3 separate regions of the Mus musculus genome follow, and regions 1 and 2 are each linked to region 3. A link is a contact called in public HiChIP or PLAC-seq data. All regions are on one chromosome and are shown on one strand. The core of a region is the stretch at or near the end of the contact, and the rest is flanking DNA. Distances in the headings are between cores, read along the strand shown. Region 1 holds the start of Atic (5-aminoimidazole-4-carboxamide ribonucleotide formyltransferase/IMP cyclohydrolase). Region 2 holds the start of Fn1 (fibronectin 1). Region 3 overlaps Fn1 (fibronectin 1).

Evidence for each region. HiChIP or PLAC-seq counts read pairs in DNA pulled down with a chosen protein or histone mark.
Region 1: an H3K27ac HiChIP or PLAC-seq map of embryonic stem cells shows a contact between it and region 3, with 10 read pairs. The contact joins the promoter of Atic here to the enhancer-like site in region 3. A contact is called at or near these places in 1 of 39 promoter capture datasets (maxillary cranial neural crest), 17 of 484 Hi-C or Micro-C datasets (the 3T3-L1 cell line, the HL-1 cell line, differentiating spermatogonia and 7 more), 6 of 115 datasets of contacts at active chromatin or transcription factors (the SCID.adh cell line and embryonic stem cells) and 3 of 9 other capture datasets (adipose tissue, liver and pancreatic islet).
Region 2: an H3K27ac HiChIP or PLAC-seq map of embryonic stem cells shows a contact between it and region 3, with 16 read pairs. The contact joins the promoter of Fn1 here to the enhancer-like site in region 3. A contact is called at or near these places in 5 of 39 promoter capture datasets (the 3T3-L1 cell line, frontonasal cranial neural crest, liver and 2 more), 14 of 484 Hi-C or Micro-C datasets (the 3T3-L1 cell line, the C2C12 cell line, the HL-1 cell line and 7 more), 11 of 115 datasets of contacts at active chromatin or transcription factors (cardiomyocytes and embryonic stem cells) and 3 of 9 other capture datasets (adipose tissue, liver and pancreatic islet).

Annotation. Positions count from the first base shown.
Region 1 is chr1:71,555,231-71,558,539 of GRCm38.p6, forward strand. Atic (5-aminoimidazole-4-carboxamide ribonucleotide formyltransferase/IMP cyclohydrolase) reads left to right here and starts at 1,926. Exons shown (of 16, transcript NM_026195.3): 1 at 1,926-2,044; 2 at 2,267-2,393. The coding sequence starts at 2,026.
Region 2 is chr1:71,651,554-71,654,597 of GRCm38.p6, forward strand. It overlaps Fn1 (fibronectin 1), which reads right to left and starts at 1,681. Exons shown (of 46, transcript NM_010233.2): 1 at 1,279-1,681; 2 at 1-96. The coding sequence starts at 1,429. It overlaps Apol7d (apolipoprotein L 7d), which reads left to right and starts at 1,782. Exons shown (of 4, transcript NR_040308.1): 1 at 1,782-1,833.
Region 3 is chr1:71,607,930-71,610,958 of GRCm38.p6, forward strand. Fn1 (fibronectin 1) reads right to left here. Exons shown (of 46, transcript NM_010233.2): 27 at 3,000-3,029; 28 at 1,484-1,753; 29 at 1-91. Among named protein-coding and RNA genes, the nearest start is that of Fn1, 44 kb to the right of the region's middle. Within about 2 kb of position 1,677, at least 4 of the 459 cell types and tissues checked have an H3K27ac peak or open chromatin away from gene starts, as enhancers often do. A contact at or near this core is called in embryonic stem cells, where this site is marked.

The sequences.
Region 1 (3,309 bases), core at 676-3,175, 52 kb before region 3:
AAAACTATGAGAGAATGGAATCAAGGCTAATCACTGTAAATAGCTTTAAATAAAAGAAAGGAATGTGTCTTGCCCTGTTACCAGAAGCCCTAGTTAATTCAGTTTAATACCTTGGTTTTTGTTTGTTTGTTTGTTTGTTTGTTTTTAACTGGTGTTTTCTTACTGCCCCAGGGTATGTGTCTGCACTTTCTTCCCAAGTTGAGCTCCTGGGCAGGTAAGGAGGTCATAGCTTTCCTTCTTTATGTCCGGGAGAAAGGGCTAAATATTTGCCTATGTATTATTTTTTCAATGTGGAAAATGTCTAGTGTCTAAGCGCTGTTTATTTCCTTTTATTGTTTATTGCTTTCTCTGCTTTCTAGTTCCTGTAGAAATCTAATGTGGTTGGCCAGGGAAGTCCCCTGGAAGTCCAGGAGCACCAGGCTCACACATGTAAACAAACCTTCACGCAGGCAAAACACCCATATACTTAAAATAAAATTTTAAAGATAAGATAAAGAGAAATATTTCTTGGAAACACCTTTGCCCACTGAGCCACTCACTTGTTCTTCCTGAATTTTGACTATTTCATACCCTCTTATAGTAGCTAACTAAAGGCTGATTACAATCTTATATGCGTGGAACTAATTATTCTAATATCTGTCACCTTTTGTTGTTTGTTTAACATTTTTGAGACAAGGTCTTGCTGTTTCTTTGGCAGGTATGGGACTTAAAGTGTGGACCAAACTAGCTCCAAACTTGCAATGATCTTTCTGAACCTTGTTCACCTCTGTACATTGAAAGTTGTGAACACATCCTGAAGACACTCTCATGATCCTAATATATCTTCCTTAGAAACATGAGAGGTGTTCAGAGCAAGGAGTTAACACGTTCTGAGGTCAGAAAAATGAGATAGATATTTGATCAATAGATATTTGGAGAAGGAAAAAGAGATTGGACTATTAGAGAGGAAAGACAAGAAGCAGACTAGCATCCAAATAATAGGAAAATGGACTTTGCACAGATTGGGAGACTAGACTGGAAATAAAAAGCTAAGCTTTCTATAGAATTGTACAATTTTAGGCTCCTTTATAGAATTTTTAAGTTCTTTTTTGGAATTGTATTAAAGAACATTACAAAAGAAAACATAATCAAAAAATTAATTCTAAACATTAATGTTAAAAATAGGGCTGTTAGCCGGGCAGTGGTGGCACATGCCTTTAATCCCAGCACTTGGGAGGCAGAGGCAGGCTGATTTCTGAGTTCGAAGCCAGCCTGGTTACAGAGTGAGTTCCAGGACAGCCAGGAATACATAGAGAAACCCTGTCTCGGAAAAAAAAAAAAAATAGGGCTGTGTATACAGCAAGATATGTTTATTTTGTGCCAAAGGTGTCACTTTTATTAAAAAGAAGCAGATGAGCTCAATTTTGCTATTCCTATTTTTAATAACTTAAGTCTTGAAACCTTTACTCCTGCCACCTGGGCTTGAAGGAAAAGAGCATTTTACACATGGTGATCTTGATGTAAATTCCAGGCCATTTTATAATGTGGTATGAAAAACTTCAAATGACGGTCATTTTACTTCTTTGGGGCTCTCAACTGTGGAGGCAATGACTTCATGCGTAGGTCTCCCAGACCTGTAAAAGGGAGACCATAGCAGAAGGCTTCTCTAATCCTTTCTGACATCGTCAGACAGGGTCTGTTTAGTCCTCTCGCTAGTTTCCCCCAATCAGTGCTCCAGCCGCCGCGGCCCCACCTCCCGGGACCTCAGCAGCAGCACCCCAGATGCGCGCGAACCGCGAGTCCCCACGCCCAGATCTGGGTTCGGAAAGAGGAAGCCCGCGGCTACAGATCCCAGGCTCCGGAGTTAGCAGCCGCCCCGCCCAGCGGCGCCTTCCACCCTAGGCTGCAGCTCACTGGAGGAGGGGCGGGACCTCGGGGTCACGTGGGGTCGACACGCCCTGCCCACTGCTTCCTGAACCGCGGGGTCCGGCCTGCCTGCCTACGCACGTGGCCTGTCCGTCCCTTGACTCCGCGACCCAACGCAGCATGGCTCCGTCTCAGCTTGGTGAGGCCCTCGCGATGCATCATAGGGGTCCTGCCTGCACCATCCCCGCCACCCACTCATGCCGCTGGCCGAGCTGGGGAGGCCCCGGGCCCGGCCTGCAGGCTGGGTGTCCCCAGTGCTGGGCCCTGGGCCTGCAGTTGCATGAGTCCCCTTCCCAGGAGTCCTCCCCGGGAGATCTCGGTGCCAGAAGCCGCGAGTAATGAGAACTGCCTTCTCTTTCAGCCCTGTTCAGTGTGTCTGACAAAACTGGCCTCGTGGAATTTGCCAGAAGTCTCGCGTCTCTTGGTTTGAGTCTGGTCGCTTCCGGAGGCACGGCAAAAGCGATCAGGGATGCTGGCCTGGCAGTCAGGTAAGGCAGTAGGTAGCGTTAAAGGGAGAAAAACGTTGTGACCATATTCACCAGAAAGCCATGCAAAAAACTGACAAAACACAGGGAGAAGTTAGGTTAGAACTAGGGAGCCTTGAGTTTTAGAGTCCTAGCACCCAGCCACTGTTTGCAAACAAATTAACTTCGGAGGGCCATGTGTTATGCAGAATAAACACGAATGTTCAGGTTCCATGGCCTGGCTTTGACTGGTTGCACAGTTAGACTGTAACATCTTTGAAGATCTGTATCTCCCTCTTCATAGCCTCACCCATCAGAAAGTACCAGTGGCTCGATCACACTCATCTCCTGACTAACAGTGGGAAGGGTTTGACAAGAGATGTCAGGAGATGACCCTGAAGGTCTGGAAGGTAGAAAAGGAAAAAGACCTTAGTTCCCTGGCTGTTTTCATTGCCATTATAACTCTTGGTTTGTGGAGAATCCCTATAGAGGTAAATTATTCACCTCTTCATAACTCTTGTTTGTGTAAGCAGTACATAACCCCTGTACATTTGACAGCTTCAGACAGCAAGAATGCCTTTACTTAGTAAATGTCTTCAGTGGATTCTCTTGTGACTTATGGGAGTCCGGAGCATCAGGGACAGCAGACAAGTAGGCTCCTGTGAGGTGCAGTTGAGTTACTGTGGAGCTGGTATGGGTAGGCCATTGTTGCTGTGGCATTTACGATGAAGTACGAGGAGTTCTTGCATTGTCTATCGCCTAGTTTAAATGTTTCTCAGATGGTCATTCATATTTCCACGCCACTGCCCAGTATTTGCTTGCCCCGTTACGCCTTCTCGTATTCTTTTGGTGGTATGGAAGACTGACCCCAATGTCCAGTCCACTCCTGAGCTGTATCCCTAGTTCATTTTTTATGCTTTGCTTCAGAAACTTTTAAAAC
Region 2 (3,044 bases), core at 431-2,930, 44 kb after region 3:
TTCCTCCATAGCAGGTACAAACCAGGGCGTTGCCTAGGTAGGTCCGTTCCCACTGCTGATTTATCTGATAGTGCTTCCCATTGTCAAAACAGCCAGCTGCGAAGAATTGATGGGGAAAGTTATTAACAGTTCCATCCCTCCCTCTCTTTTTTCCCCTACAAAACTACTGAATTTTGCCAACTGACTTGGTGAGCCTGCACAAACAAAAAAACTCTTAAAAGCAATATTCCACTAAAGTTCAGATGTGGAAACTAGCTAATCAAAGATTTAAGCATTGTTTATGTAGATGGATGTTTAGGGGTTTTTTCCTTCTTATCTTTTAACTTGGGTAAAAGTTATACAATGACGTCATGTCCTTATGGGCAGGGGAACTACCTCAGCAGACTTGAAACACTCTGAGAGGCCAGAAATAGAAATTACTTTTAAATCCTGAGGGCTTCAATACTCTTAACAACAACAACAAAAAGACAAGAAAGAAAACTTAAGTTGGGTGTCTTGATGACTATGCCAATAACCCCAGCTCTGTAGAAACTGAGGCAGAAGAATTGCTCCCAAGTTGAACACACAAGCCTGGACAACACAGGAGAATGCCAGGCTAGCTTAGGCTACAGTGTGAGATCATGGCAAAAAAAAAAAAAAAAAAAAAAAAAGAAAAAAAAAAGAAAAGAAAAGAAAAGAAAAGAAAAAGAAAAAAAGGAGGGAGAACTTTTAAATTTTCCTCTAGCCCAAGATAAAGGAAGAGTGTGTCTCTGAAAAACTGGAAGAGAAATGGCTATCCTTGCTCTTGGGGAAAGAATCCTAGGCTACCCCCCCCCCCCCAAAGCACTGAGCCAACTAACATCTCTTTCAAGTTGGTAAGAAACTACCTATTTAGATAGTCTCACCTCCTCCCCGTGTTAAATATTTAACCAGCTATTTGCTGATAAAGAAAATAAGGATCAGGGGAACCACAATAATCTCTGATGTAAAATTTGTAAGTTCGTGTCTCTTTTCTCTTTCACACGTTTTGGTTCCTGGAAGGGCGAACTGAAGGTGTAGAATTTGTTAGCGCACTTGAGGGGAAGAACAGACGGTCCCTACCTCCACTTCACCAGCAACCAGCCTGTTCAGACCTAAGCCTTTTGTGTCCACAGCTGGTTTCCCTCGATAAAGCGCGCACTCACACACGTTCGCACAGCCACGCACGCGCGCAAAAACTTTAGCCACAACTTGAGCGGGCGCTTGAGGACCAACCCATCCCTGCCGCCGGCCGGTTTGAACCAGACTGTCGGTACTCACGCTTGCTCTGACTGACAGCCACCGGGGATTGAGGCTGCACGATTTGCTGAGCCTGCCTCTTGCTCTTCCCGGCTTCGGTGCAGCGCACCGAGGTCCCCAGGCACAGGACTGCCAGCAGCAGCAGCCGCCCGGGTCCCGGACCCCTGAGCATCTTGAGTGGATGGGAGGAGAGTCGCCCTCCCCAGGAGGCAAGTGGCCACGAACTGTGGGTCCCCTCGCAGCCTGCGGGAAAAGTCCTGAGGTGGGGACGCCGGTAAGGAGATGGAAGGAGAGGACCAGAAGTTGTCCGGCTCACACCCTGGGCTCCTTTTCTCCCCCTGTGCAGCGCAGCGGGTGCGAGCGGTTGAGCCCCAAGAGCAGAGGCTTATATGGGACAGTACCTTCCCGCCCCCCACGAGGCCCTGCGCGCCGGGGAGGAGGGTCCGGTCCGACTCCTCCCGCCCCTCCTGCCGCCGCAGCCGCCGCCGACCGCGCGCCTATTGGCCCAGAGTCCGGGTGACGTCACGGGGTACGGTGGGTTCGCCCCGAACAAAAGAGATGCTGATCTCCCGCCAGGTCTGGGACTAGAGAACTTTTTTCCCCTTTCTGGTTTCCTTTGCGGTCGTCAAACTTTTGGGAGGAGGATTGGGGGTAGGGATGGGAAACGGCTGTAAAGTGATGTAGACTCGAAGGAAAGGGAGGGAGGGGCTGGAGCCTAAGGAAGCCTGGGGTGGTAAGGCTTACCCCCCTCATCTCTTAACTTTTTTTTTTTTAAATTGGTGGCTGTGGTGGTGTTTGAGAACATTGCGTCACCTCTGAGAAAAGTCTGTGCACACCAGAGTGTATTTTGTGGGAAGGGAAAAAGTCATAAAGTGGCCACCACCTTGTCCCTGTAGGAATCCAAACTTCACTTTTGCAGCCCCGGGGCGGGGCGGCTCCTTCTGGGTGCTTTTCCTGGGTCCTGGGCGCCGCCTAGGGTCCCCTATCTTTGCCTTTATGGTGTTAGGTAGGCTCAGACCTCGGTTTCTCCACGCAGTACCTGCCAGGTTTCAAGGAAGAGCCTGGGAGAGAGTGAGCGCGTGGCAGAGGTGACCCCCTTCCCTGAGCTTCCACAGCCCTCGGTTCCGCGCGGCGCTCTACAGATTCCAGAGAAACTCACAGGACCAAGTTTCTCTCTAAGAGGAAGCAACAGAAAGTTTCTTTTCTAAGTCGTGAAGCACAGTTTTCCTTTCCTGGGGATGGGGTGCCCGTTTCTTTTAAAAGGGCAGTAGTGAACAGCTTAAGAAGGGGAAAAGTTGAACTGGCTGATGAAGGGGGGCGGGGGGACCCTTCCCGTCCATGCCACGTTCACTGGGCCATCTGCACTCAAACCTAGGTGGCCTCTGAAGGGGGAGTTGGGGTGAGGATGGGTACAAAGATTTAATGTCTTGCCTCCCTCCAGACTTTACCCCGAATCCCCTTGCATGTGTCCGGGCGTTTATTTTATTTTATTTTATTTTATTTTCAGACTTCGCAGTCATGGCAGAATTCCACTATCCACCCCTCCCCCGCTGCCAGATTTTTTATATTTCAATTGTTATCTGCTCCAAGAATGTATAAAGTTCCACTGAAAATTCTCTGGACTTCCTACACTACTGAAGTTGAAAAGGGAATAGGAGACGTCCCCCTGAAGCCAGCAGCTCTAACACGTTGGTCTTTTTTTTTTTTTTTTTTTTAACCTTTCAGACACACACAAGCCCAGTTGCTTTGGTAGGGCTTCAAAAAGACCTTCAAGAAGCCCACTATTT
Region 3 (3,029 bases), core at 427-2,926:
TAGCGCACAGAGACGGCAGGGGGTTCCCAACTGATGAGCAGGCTGGTGGGGGTGGAGGCAATGACCTCCAGATCTCTCGGAATATCAGAAACTAGAAAAAAAAAAATCACAGGAAAACTTCACATGTATAACTTCCAAAGAAAGCTCAGGTTCACTTTGTCCTTTCCCAGATAACGATTACACACATCCTCTTCAAACAAAAATCTAAATGCAACACTGAATTAGCAGAGTTAAATTCTATGGCGAGGTCAAGGGAAGGGGCTATGGAGACCATCCCAATTGTGAATTCCTTTTTTCCTCAACAGTCTCTTTGGGAAATAATTTAAATCACAGAAGTTATAAAAACTACAGCAGCACTCACCATGCACTTTTCTTTTTTCTTTTGGTTTTTGAAGACAGGGTTTCTCTGTGTGTTATAACAGCCCTGTCTGTCCTGGAACTCGCTTTGTAGACCAGGCTGGCCTGGAACTCACAGAGATCCCACCCCATGCACCCTTAACTATGTGTTATTTGGAAATAGTGGTCACACACGCCCCTATTCACAGCTAAGCTACAGATTGTTCTGATAACAGGTCTCCCAGTCATTGTCACTGAAAATATATCTATCTGTGCTTAAAGCCAAAATCTAGGGCTTGACTCACGCCACACAGAGCACTCCACCACTACACTACATCCACTGCACCCCTTTAAAAAACTTTTATTTACTTTGAGATGAGCCTCACTGAATTGCACAGGCTAACTTTGAACTCACAGTAGCCCAGGATGGCCTTCTTGCTCCAGCCTCCCAAGTACCTGGGATTACACATCTGTGCTACCAAGCCCAGCTAACGAAACAAAAATCATAGGTTTACAGTAACTTTGGTACCATATTATGGTTTTGTATGAAACCTTCTTAAAAACCAGTAAATATCCATGAGTAGTAGTAGCTCATGCCTGTAACTCCAGCACTCACAAGTCAAGGCGAAGTATCTTAGATAAGCTTGGGCTACAGAGCCAGCTTCTGAGTCAGTCTGGGCTATGACGCTCTCTCAAACCATCATAAATAAAGACTGACCAGCAAAAACACCAGAACATAGCTGAACCAGGTGACAATCTCTCAGAGAAATAAATATGTTTTTAGAGGGAGAAATGTTTACCACACAGTCTATCACTGTCCTCTTTCCCTTTTTATTGAGATAAGATCTTGTTGTGTAGCTCTGGCTAGTCTGGAACTCACTCTGTAGACCAAGCTGACCTCCAATCCAGAAATCCACCTGCCTCCAAGCGCTGGGATCAAAGGCGTGCGTGCGTGTGTGTGCGTACGCGTGCGTGTGTGTGTGTGTGCGCGTGTGTGCGCGCGTGCCTGCGTGCATGAGCGCGCACAGCTGCGCCTGGCTCCACCACTGCTCTTTGTGTCTAACATGAAGCTTTTTCACAGTCTACACCAAACCTATACAAAGTCCACACCAAGGGATTTCTTTGCGGATTAAAAAAACAAAATTACCTGTGGCTTGCTGGCCAATCAGTGGCGGGCTCTCCTCTCTGCCATTAACAGCAATGATGCTGACAACGTACTCGGTGCCCGGATTAAGGTTGGTGAGGGTGATGGAATTCCGCGAGGGCGGCACTCGATCCTGCCTGGGTCTTCCGACAGAATGCTCGGCGTGATGGCGGATGATGTAGCCGGTGATGGGGGCCCGAGGAGCCACCCAGTGGACAGTGAATGAGTTGGCGGTGATATCAGAAGAATCAAAACCAGTTGGGGAATCGAGACCTGTTTTTCCCACCCAAGGAGGGGAGCAAAAGACAACAACCACGAGCTTAGACATCGAGGATGGAGGATGTGGGGAACGCAACTGACACTGTTATACGGGACTGATAGCTGACCGCAATCAGCTTACACAAGCATTTCTTTCTTTTTTTCCTTTTAAAAGTAATTGAAACAATATGTAAAATTATAGCCGATTTCTACATTATACCGAAACACTGATACTTCTGAGGGCTTCAGCGTTGTTCTGGGTAGCTTTATATCATAAACTTGACCAAGCTAAAGTTATCTAAGAGGAAGGAGTCGTTAATTAAGAAAATGCCTCTGTAAGATCTAGGCAAGCTTGTAGGGCTTTCTCTTTATCAGTGATTGACAGGGCAGGGCCCTGCCCACTGTGGGCGGGACAGTGCCTTCTCTGGGCTCATGGTCCTGGATTCTATAAGAAACCAGGCTGAGCAGGTCATGGTAGAAGCCAGTCAGTAAGCAGCACTCCTCCATGGCCCCGGGTATCAGCTCCTGCCTCCAAGTTCCTGCCCTGCTTGAGTTCCTGTCCTGGTTTCCCTGCAGTGATGGACTACAGTGTGGAAGTGTAAGTCGAATAAACCCTTCCCTCCCCAGTTTGCTATTGATCATGGTGTTTCCTCACAAATATCACAACAACCTTAACTAAGACAAGAAACCAGTGAAATTCACAAGGAAACCAGGGAACTCTATTGTTATGTTAAACAAAGTAACATTATTATGTTAAACAAAGCAATCCAGTCTCAGAAAGACAAGTGGAGTTTTCTGGTACCTGGATCCTAGCTTTAATTTTTCATATGTGTGTATAGAGCATCTACATGTATGTGCAGAGCAAAGGTCCTGAAACTAGAAAAAGGAATGTGGGGAGAAGAGAAGGTGCTTTAAGGCGGAGAGGGTAGAAAGTGAAAAGGGTCATAGGATAGAGGTGACAAGATGACGAGAGTGAAAACGGGGCTGTACATTACTACAGGGAGAAAGGGGACCAGGAAGGATGACAGGGGGCAAGGAGAGGAACGGAAGAGGAACATCAACAGAGCATGTGAAAATACCATGGCAAAACCACTACTCTACAATAACTAAAATTAATTATTAATTAGTTGTAATTAATTATTGTCATCATAAATTAATTAATAAATTAAAAGTAATGTATCAATGCCACAAAAGGTGGAGATGCAACTATAGACTCAACCTATCATTTTGTTGCTTAACGTTGGTAGCTAACGTGGCTCACCTGTTTTCTGCCTTCCCCGGAGAGGGATGC